2 separate regions of the Bos taurus genome follow, and region 2 is linked to region 1. A link is a contact called in public Hi-C data. All regions are on one chromosome and are shown on one strand. The core of a region is the stretch at or near the end of the contact, and the rest is flanking DNA. Distances in the headings are between cores, read along the strand shown.

Region 1 (3,654 bases), core at 711-3,210:
ATTCTGCTATGATTACTTAGGGCTATTCGTCATGACCCTTCATAAAAAATAGAAGTCATCAGCTTCCAAAAGCAGCCAGTCAGGGAAATTTCAGAGGTGGTTAGAACAGAATGGGAGGTGGAAGAGAGAAGTTTCGACAAATAGGATAGTTGGAGGTAGAGTTGACAAAGTCAGGAAATCCTGTAGAGAGCCAATAGCCAAGTGGAAAGTGGGTACCTGGAGAAGTCAGTGCTGGTTTAAGAGAAGTGGGAAAACAAAGGCTGAGAACCAGATGCAAGCTTCCTCTGCATTTTCTGGTGTGGCTCAGTGGATTTCTAATCTTTTGTATCAGGGCTGTCAGAAGGGCAGGATTCCATTCTCAACTTAAACCACATCTCTTCTGAGGCCCCTGTCTTCTCTGTAAAATGGGCATAATCTTCCTCTAATACTTCTTTTCCCAGCACTATTGTAAAATACAAGTGCGATGTCAGATGTTAGAACTTTCTGGGTAAAGTGTAATAGATGCATGGTGATACTGGAAGAAGCAGTGAGCTCCCAGTATTCTGTGTGGAGCTGGTCTGGGCCAGTCCAGGGGCACTGATTTAGTTAAGAGAAGCTCAGAGATCTGGACTGATGGGGGTCACCTCTGATTCAAAGGTCATTCCTTTGATAAACAGGGTCTGGGAGAGACCACACAATGTGGAGGTTAACCCCTATTTGACAGGTCCAGACCTAGGCTGTCGCATAGACACATCTGGAAAGGAGTGGGGAGGATGGCATGGTCTCGTGTATGGTCAGAAAGATGCTCCTTAGGCGGGGCTACTCCTGTTGTGGTGGGATTGCCAGTGCTTTCTCTGATGAGCTCAGAGTCCCTTTAAGGAAGTCTTAAAATAAGACTCTTGAGAGGAACCCAAGAACCATGACTGGAACTGGTTTGATCTTGGATTGCAGTGAGCCACATGGCATAGCACTGAATCTCTCCTTTTGAGCTGGTGAACTCATATTCAAATTGTTTGGCTTTCAGCTGTGAAAAAATCTGAGTGAAAAGAGGAGACATTTTCTCCAGTTTAGGGATTGAGTTTGCAATTAAAATGAGGACATTCAGCTGTGAGCCAGGAAATGCTCTTTGCTCATAATCTCAAACAGCCTGTGAGAGGAGTCCTCATGAGAAGACTATGAGAGCGTCTTTTCCTGTGTTCTTTTTAGGGGAGGAGACGACACGTGGCCTTGTCTTTTCTGGGGATAACACGAGGGGACAGTGTCTCAGGGATGCATCTTGTTTTATTTTGAATTGCAACGTGGAGAATGGAATGTCAGTTTTATATTACTTCCCTCAGTTATTCATTTTAAAAATGTAACAAACTGTGGTAAGAATAACAAAGATGATTCATTGAAGGTTTTTCTTTCTTTTCTTGACTTAGTGATCTGCCCTAACTTAAAAGAATTCTGCATAATCATTGCAGTGTTTCCTGGTGTTTTAAATCCAGACTCTAGCTACCCAAAACAGAGTGATCAAATGATTTTAACCTCTTGAAATTGAAAGAACCTCTGAGGAAAAAGTACCAGGAAACTTTCTACAGCTTAGGGCTGTAGACTCTGTAGGAATGACTCAGTGAACTTTTTATTCTCGTAGTTTGCCCTGCACAAGGAGTCAGAAAAAGAGAAGATGAATTCTCACCTCTGCCTACGTCTGCAGTCTGCCTTAGCTGCCTAGTAAGTGGCACATCATTCCAGCATCTCCTATGAACACAGGTAAGCTGAGTCTGCGTTCCCCATTGTATTTTTTGACCTCTGCACATATAACAAGGACTTTCTCAGGACCACACTCCCTCCTTTGTTCCTTGAGGGATTTCATTTTATTCTTGCTCACGAAAGCAGAGAGCTAGCTGCTGCTGGTATCCCCCCGCCTCCCTCCCAGCCCTCTCAGAGCTTCCGCACCACCGAGGGCCCCCTCCCTCCCAGGTCGAGATGTCACAGTCTACATGCCACTCTGGCTAAGTGGCTGAAGTCACGACATCCCCCCAGTCTCGGATCTTTGTGAAGAACCTAGTCGGTGTGCTGCCCTCGTTCTCCCCCAGCCGGATTCATCTCCGTAAAGTGCATCCTCTGAAAAAGGGAAAAGCCCAATTGTTCCCTCTGTGTTGCCCAAATGACTTGAAAGGCTTGGATTTTTCGTAGCTTCCAGAAACAAAGAGGCTTTTTTTAACTAGATGACCGATTTCCTCCAGCAAAGTCTCCCTGGCTGACCTTTGTTTACGGTTAAGCAGCATTGTGCTGGCCGCTCTGTGGCTCCAAGTCAATCACTACAGGAAATTCGCTTTAGGGCTGTTATTGAACTTACAAGGCCTACTTCTGGTTTGTTATTATTATTATTATTATTTTTTTTGTCTGTTCCTTAACAACAATAAGGAAGGTTACAGAAAGTTTCATATGATCATTCTCACCCCGGTGTTAGATCTTCTTGTTGCATCCGCACGGTTCTGATGCACCGGTAATGTATTTTTAAAATTATTTATTTTTGGCTGCGCTGTGTCTTCACTGCTCTGAGGGCTCTTCTCTAGTTGTGGAGAGCAGGGGCTACTTTTTTTGTTGCAGTGCACGGGCTTCTCACTGCAGTGGCTTCTCCTGTTAAGGAGCAGTGGCTCTAGGTTTACAGGCTTCAGTAGTGGAGGCTTGCAGGCTTAGTTGCTCCGGGACATTTGGGATTTTCCCAGATCAGGAACTGAATCTGTGTTTCCTGCATGAGCAGAATTCTTTACCACTGAGCCACCAGGGAAGCCCTGCACCAGTCATTTTTTAATGTCTGCTTCCCTTACTAAAGGAAAGCTCTGTGAGGGCAGGACCTTACCGAGCTTAACTAAGTTTTCTGTCTCTCCTCCCACATAGTATGGAATCAGTAAATGTTTGTTGAATAAAGAAATAAATGGATGCTCTGTGGAGGGTTTGACTTCGATTTGTATGTGTGGGGAAGGAAAAAAAATTCTTCCTCACTCTTATGTTCTTTCACTGAGACCTGTGAATTAAACTGAGAAAAAGATTAGCAGAAGAAAAGAAATACAAATTTTAATAGTATTTTATGTACACAGAGGGGACTTTCCTGGTGGCTCAGAAGGATCTGCCTACAATGCAGGAGACCCGGGTTCAATCTCTGGGTTGGAAAGATCCCTTGGAGAAGGAAATGGCAACCCACTCCAGTATTCTTGCCTGGAGAATCACCATGGACAGAGGAGCCTGGCAGGCTATAGTCCATACAGTCCGTGGAGTCCCAAAGAGTTGGACATGACTGAGCAACTGACATGAGACCTTCTTACAAATGAAGTGAAAACCCAAGAAGTAGTTATTGTTGAGGACTTACATTCCATTTTAACAAAGGGCAATGAATGGTGGAGGATTGAAAAGATGAAGTTAAGGGGATTTGGGTTTCTAGGGGTAGTAAGTTTTGGGATGTTGAGTATACGGGGAAACAGAGAAAGAGTTATCTGTCAATAGTAAGGTTTAGTTTCTGCAGACTCGTCTGGGTGCTGTCTTAAGCTCTGGTGATAAACGTTCTTTCCTTCTGGGTGTGAGAGAGGAGGACATCTTCACAAGGCAAGTTAAGCTTTTAGGCTGATGGGGGATGAGCAGAGAGCTTTTTCTCAATTGCCTTCAGCTCAAGGAGAATTCTTATGCCAAAGT
Region 2 (3,654 bases), core at 561-3,060, 62 kb after region 1:
CAAACCTCCTCTCTCCTCACAGTCCCACGATCAAACTGAGCCTGGTTTCCAGCACTGGCCCCCGGAAACAGGCAGTGCACACCCTGCCCAGGGATCCCGGGCAAGGCTTTTTCCCTCCTCTCATTTCTGCAGCTGCCAGGGAAGCGAGACGGCAGCTGTGCACACCCAAAGGCTGAGCACACAGTTCAGCCGGGGTGGCCTCATCAGTAACGCTGCCAGTCTTTCCAGGTGCTTTCTAACTCTGTGCCACCCAGGCTTTATCACGTAGCAAAATCAGTGCTTAAGAAAGGGGCAGAAAGTTTGCAGAAGACTGGGGTGGGAAGGAGAAGAGAGACTGCTAGGAAGAGCTCAGAGAGAAAGCAGGTGCCAGTGCCTGGATGTGAAGGAAAAACACCTCACTTCTCTCTCAGGGGTGTTCCCTGCCTGTAGGAGAGCTTTCGTCTTAGCCACCACCATAAAACTAGAAATACCAGCTCTTTCCAGCAACCCCTCCCTCTGAAAAGCCAAAAAAAAAAAAAAAAAAAACAGAGGGAGTCATGTGAGGACTCACCGCAGGGAAATGGTTCTCTTCTGGTCCTGGGACTCGGCCTCGCTGGATGGGGTGGGAGACAGCGCTCCTGGCGACCTGCATACCTTCTTTTTCTCCTCCACACCATTCTCAGCCTCTGAGCTGGGGAAGAGAAAACGCTTCACCTTAGACATCCAGGGTGGGGAGGATGGAAAGACGATGACGTGAGCTCACTTTTCTGAGAGTGGAATGACTTTCAATCCTGCGACAGGCTGAAGTCAACAAGGACAGCTGTGCCCTTCCCATCCCTCCATTCTGGCCCCTCCGCTGGTGCCAGAGGAGGAGGAGCTCTGGGTCATGCTGGCTTCAGACACACCTGCAGGTTTACATGGAGGTAAATGTCCGACTTTGTAGGGACTCGCTGGCTCCCCGGTCTGTCGCCCATGAGCCCTGTACTGCCTGGCTCAGCCCTGCCCAGCACGGAGGTGGCAGATAACCTGGAGGCTGGGAGGGCCTCTTGAACCTGCTCACGTGTGGCCTCCTGCCAGGTGTGAGTTGTCCCCCAGGAGCCCCCACCCGTTTTGTTTGCATTTGTCACTTATCATCTTTTGTTGTAGACCTATAGGACTTGGCTTGGGTGGTTGCTAATTTTACCAAGTGCCTCTCTCAGCAATTACTATCTCTAATCCACACCACCACCTAGGCTAGGTGGGAATTACTACCCCCATTTCACACAGGAAGAACCTGAGGCTCTTACATGGTGAATTACTCACCCCAGTTCATAGAACTGGCCTGTCTGAGTTGTGATTCAAACTCAGGTCTGTCCATCTGAGAGGCCTTTGTGTAGAAGGCCATACTCAAATTTTCTTTCTTTGCATTCATCCATCCCCCCAACCACCTAATCTATCCTCTGAACCCTCTTACTAGTTCTGTGATGTGGAAGCCCCAGGCTGGGGTGAAAATCTCATTGATCTTTATACTGACCTCAGGGTCTAGGACAGTGCTGGTATGTAATCGTGCCTAATGGGCTTTCGGAAAACTAGGTCTGACCTTGGTGAAAGAGGGAGAAGACGGGACAGTAAGTCAGAGGGCCACATGCTGAACCATTAAGGATGGAGGAGGGCCAGTGCGGTGGACACAGGAAAAAAGTTCCCACAACCTAGTCAAGGAAATTGAATAAACCAAAAAAAGAAAAAGAAATCCACTTGAGAGTCCCTCTTGAAGTAGGGAGACAAAGTGTGTGTGGAACTTCAATAATCCACTTTAGCATTCCTTCAAATATTTACCAACCTCTCTGAAGGGTCAGATTCAGGCCCATCCTGGACAGCACCTTTGTGGACTCAGAAAGAGCCATGCCCAGTCAAAGGCACCCAGGAAACGGTGCTGTCTGTCTGATTTAGCCCAGTGGACACATGGCCTGCCAGAGAAACGGTGCCCCTCGCTCTGGGCAGAAAGAGCCCAGTGCCAAGACTTGGAGGAAGCATTTTGCTTACTGTGGTCATTTGCTGGTGTTGATCAATATGGGATTGACAATTACTGATTCTGTAATGTCTATGGCCAATTCAATTTGGGGTTTTTGTTTACTCAAAGATGCTAAGGAAACTCAAGCAAGCTAATTCCTAACACTGGTGAGATGATTCTTGGAGGCACCCCTTAGCCCAGAGGTCGTCTTGTCAGCAGCAGACTCTAACTGCTAGAATCCGAAAAACAGAGACTTGCCTGTGCTTGAGTGAGGAGGGCGTAGGGGAAGAAAGAAACCACTTCCTCAGTGCCTCTCAGTCACCGTAAAGTTACCATCAGTGAAGCTGAACTCTCACTGACAAGGCAGATGAAATAACAGGTCTCACTTAAGTCATGAAAACAAGGAAATCACTTTAAAAAACAAAACAAACAAACCAGAAACAAGAAGATAAGGTTCTTTCAAGGACACTGACTATAAGAATTAACTAAAAAAAAAAAAAAGCCAAGTCAAGGATCCTTTTCTCTCAACAAACACTTGTTTATGGGTCCCTGCTGGCCCTGCTGGTGAGACGGATAAATGAGTTTCCATTTTAAGGAAGCAGAGAAGCGGGAGAAGATGCTGGGAACAGGGGATCCATCTTCACCAATCTTCTCCAATCTCGAACCCAATTTAAGCATCAGTTATGGGCCCTGAAACCTTCTCAGTAGGGAGTTTCTGAACAATTGCCATAGAGAGACAAGGGTGGCAATGCTTGGGAGATAAGACAGACACACTTATACTAACCAAGTCTGACTTCACCTGCTAGGCAGTAGCATATGTATTACCAGCTACCACATTGAAACCAGTGATGGTTTCAATAATACACTGCCACACACTGTTACACAATCTATAAATTAAAAAACCAGGTTGACAATCCCTATCAACAGTCTGATATTCCTTACTTCCTGGACCTCATTAGTTTGATGATGAGTTGATTCAGACTTCACAATGTTTCAGAATTAGAATTTTTATGTGGAGTCCACTATTATTCCTCCTGGAGAGTCTCTGAGTTTAGAGTAAACTCAACACCTCTCTCCTGTCATTTCTATCTCCCAGGCTCTTTGCCTCTCCTGCTGAGGCTGTGTTGTACTCAGGCACCATCACATCTCAGTGACGATTAGGTTCTGTCTCAGGTGAATGATTATACTGTATCTCAGATAAATGCAAACAAGTGCCTCACTTTGGTTCAGTCCAGGAAGCTGTGTTCCTTCCTAACTACAGTGATAAACCTGTGTTTGTCTCCCTTCAAGTTAAATTAGTCTAAGCTTGGGCATAAAAAAGGTCACTAAATTCCTTTATGGTAGTACCAGTGAGATAGTTTTACATCTACTATCATTTAAAAAACTCCCTGATTATCATTTCTCGAAACCACAGTCTTGCCCAGCAAAGGTTAAGAAGGGACCTGAAGATAGCATATGTTTCACCAGAAAATAAAATCCTGGAAATTGGATGGTCATGATTAAGGTCAGGTGTGTGAAAGCACAATGACACGGAAACCCTGTGCTGAAAAGTAGGCTGCCCCTGGACTTGCCAAGATCTGTAGCCTCAGACTTGCTCCTAGTATGCTGCCTGCTTGGCGACCCCGTGGCTGGTGGGCAAGAGTGGCTAGTACTTGGGAAGCAGAGCGATGGGCTGCAGGGACAGA

Evidence for each region. A called contact is a pair of places that touch in the nucleus more often than the background predicts.
Region 2: a Hi-C map of an unstated tissue shows a contact between it and region 1, with 2.5 times the contacts expected there. The contact joins two enhancer-like sites.

Annotation. Positions count from the first base shown.
Region 1 is chr7:27,324,846-27,328,499 of ARS-UCD2.0, forward strand. No RefSeq gene overlaps it. Among named protein-coding and RNA genes, the nearest start is that of ALDH7A1, 44 kb to the left of the region's middle. Within about 2 kb of position 1,961, at least 13 of the 102 cell types and tissues checked have an H3K27ac peak or open chromatin away from gene starts, as enhancers often do.
Region 2 is chr7:27,387,226-27,390,879 of ARS-UCD2.0, forward strand. It overlaps GRAMD2B (GRAM domain containing 2B), which reads right to left. Exons shown (of 14, transcript NM_001079579.1): 2 at 551-670. Among named protein-coding and RNA genes, the nearest start is that of MIR2458, 32 kb to the right of the region's middle. Within about 2 kb of position 1,811, at least 24 of the 102 cell types and tissues checked have an H3K27ac peak or open chromatin away from gene starts, as enhancers often do.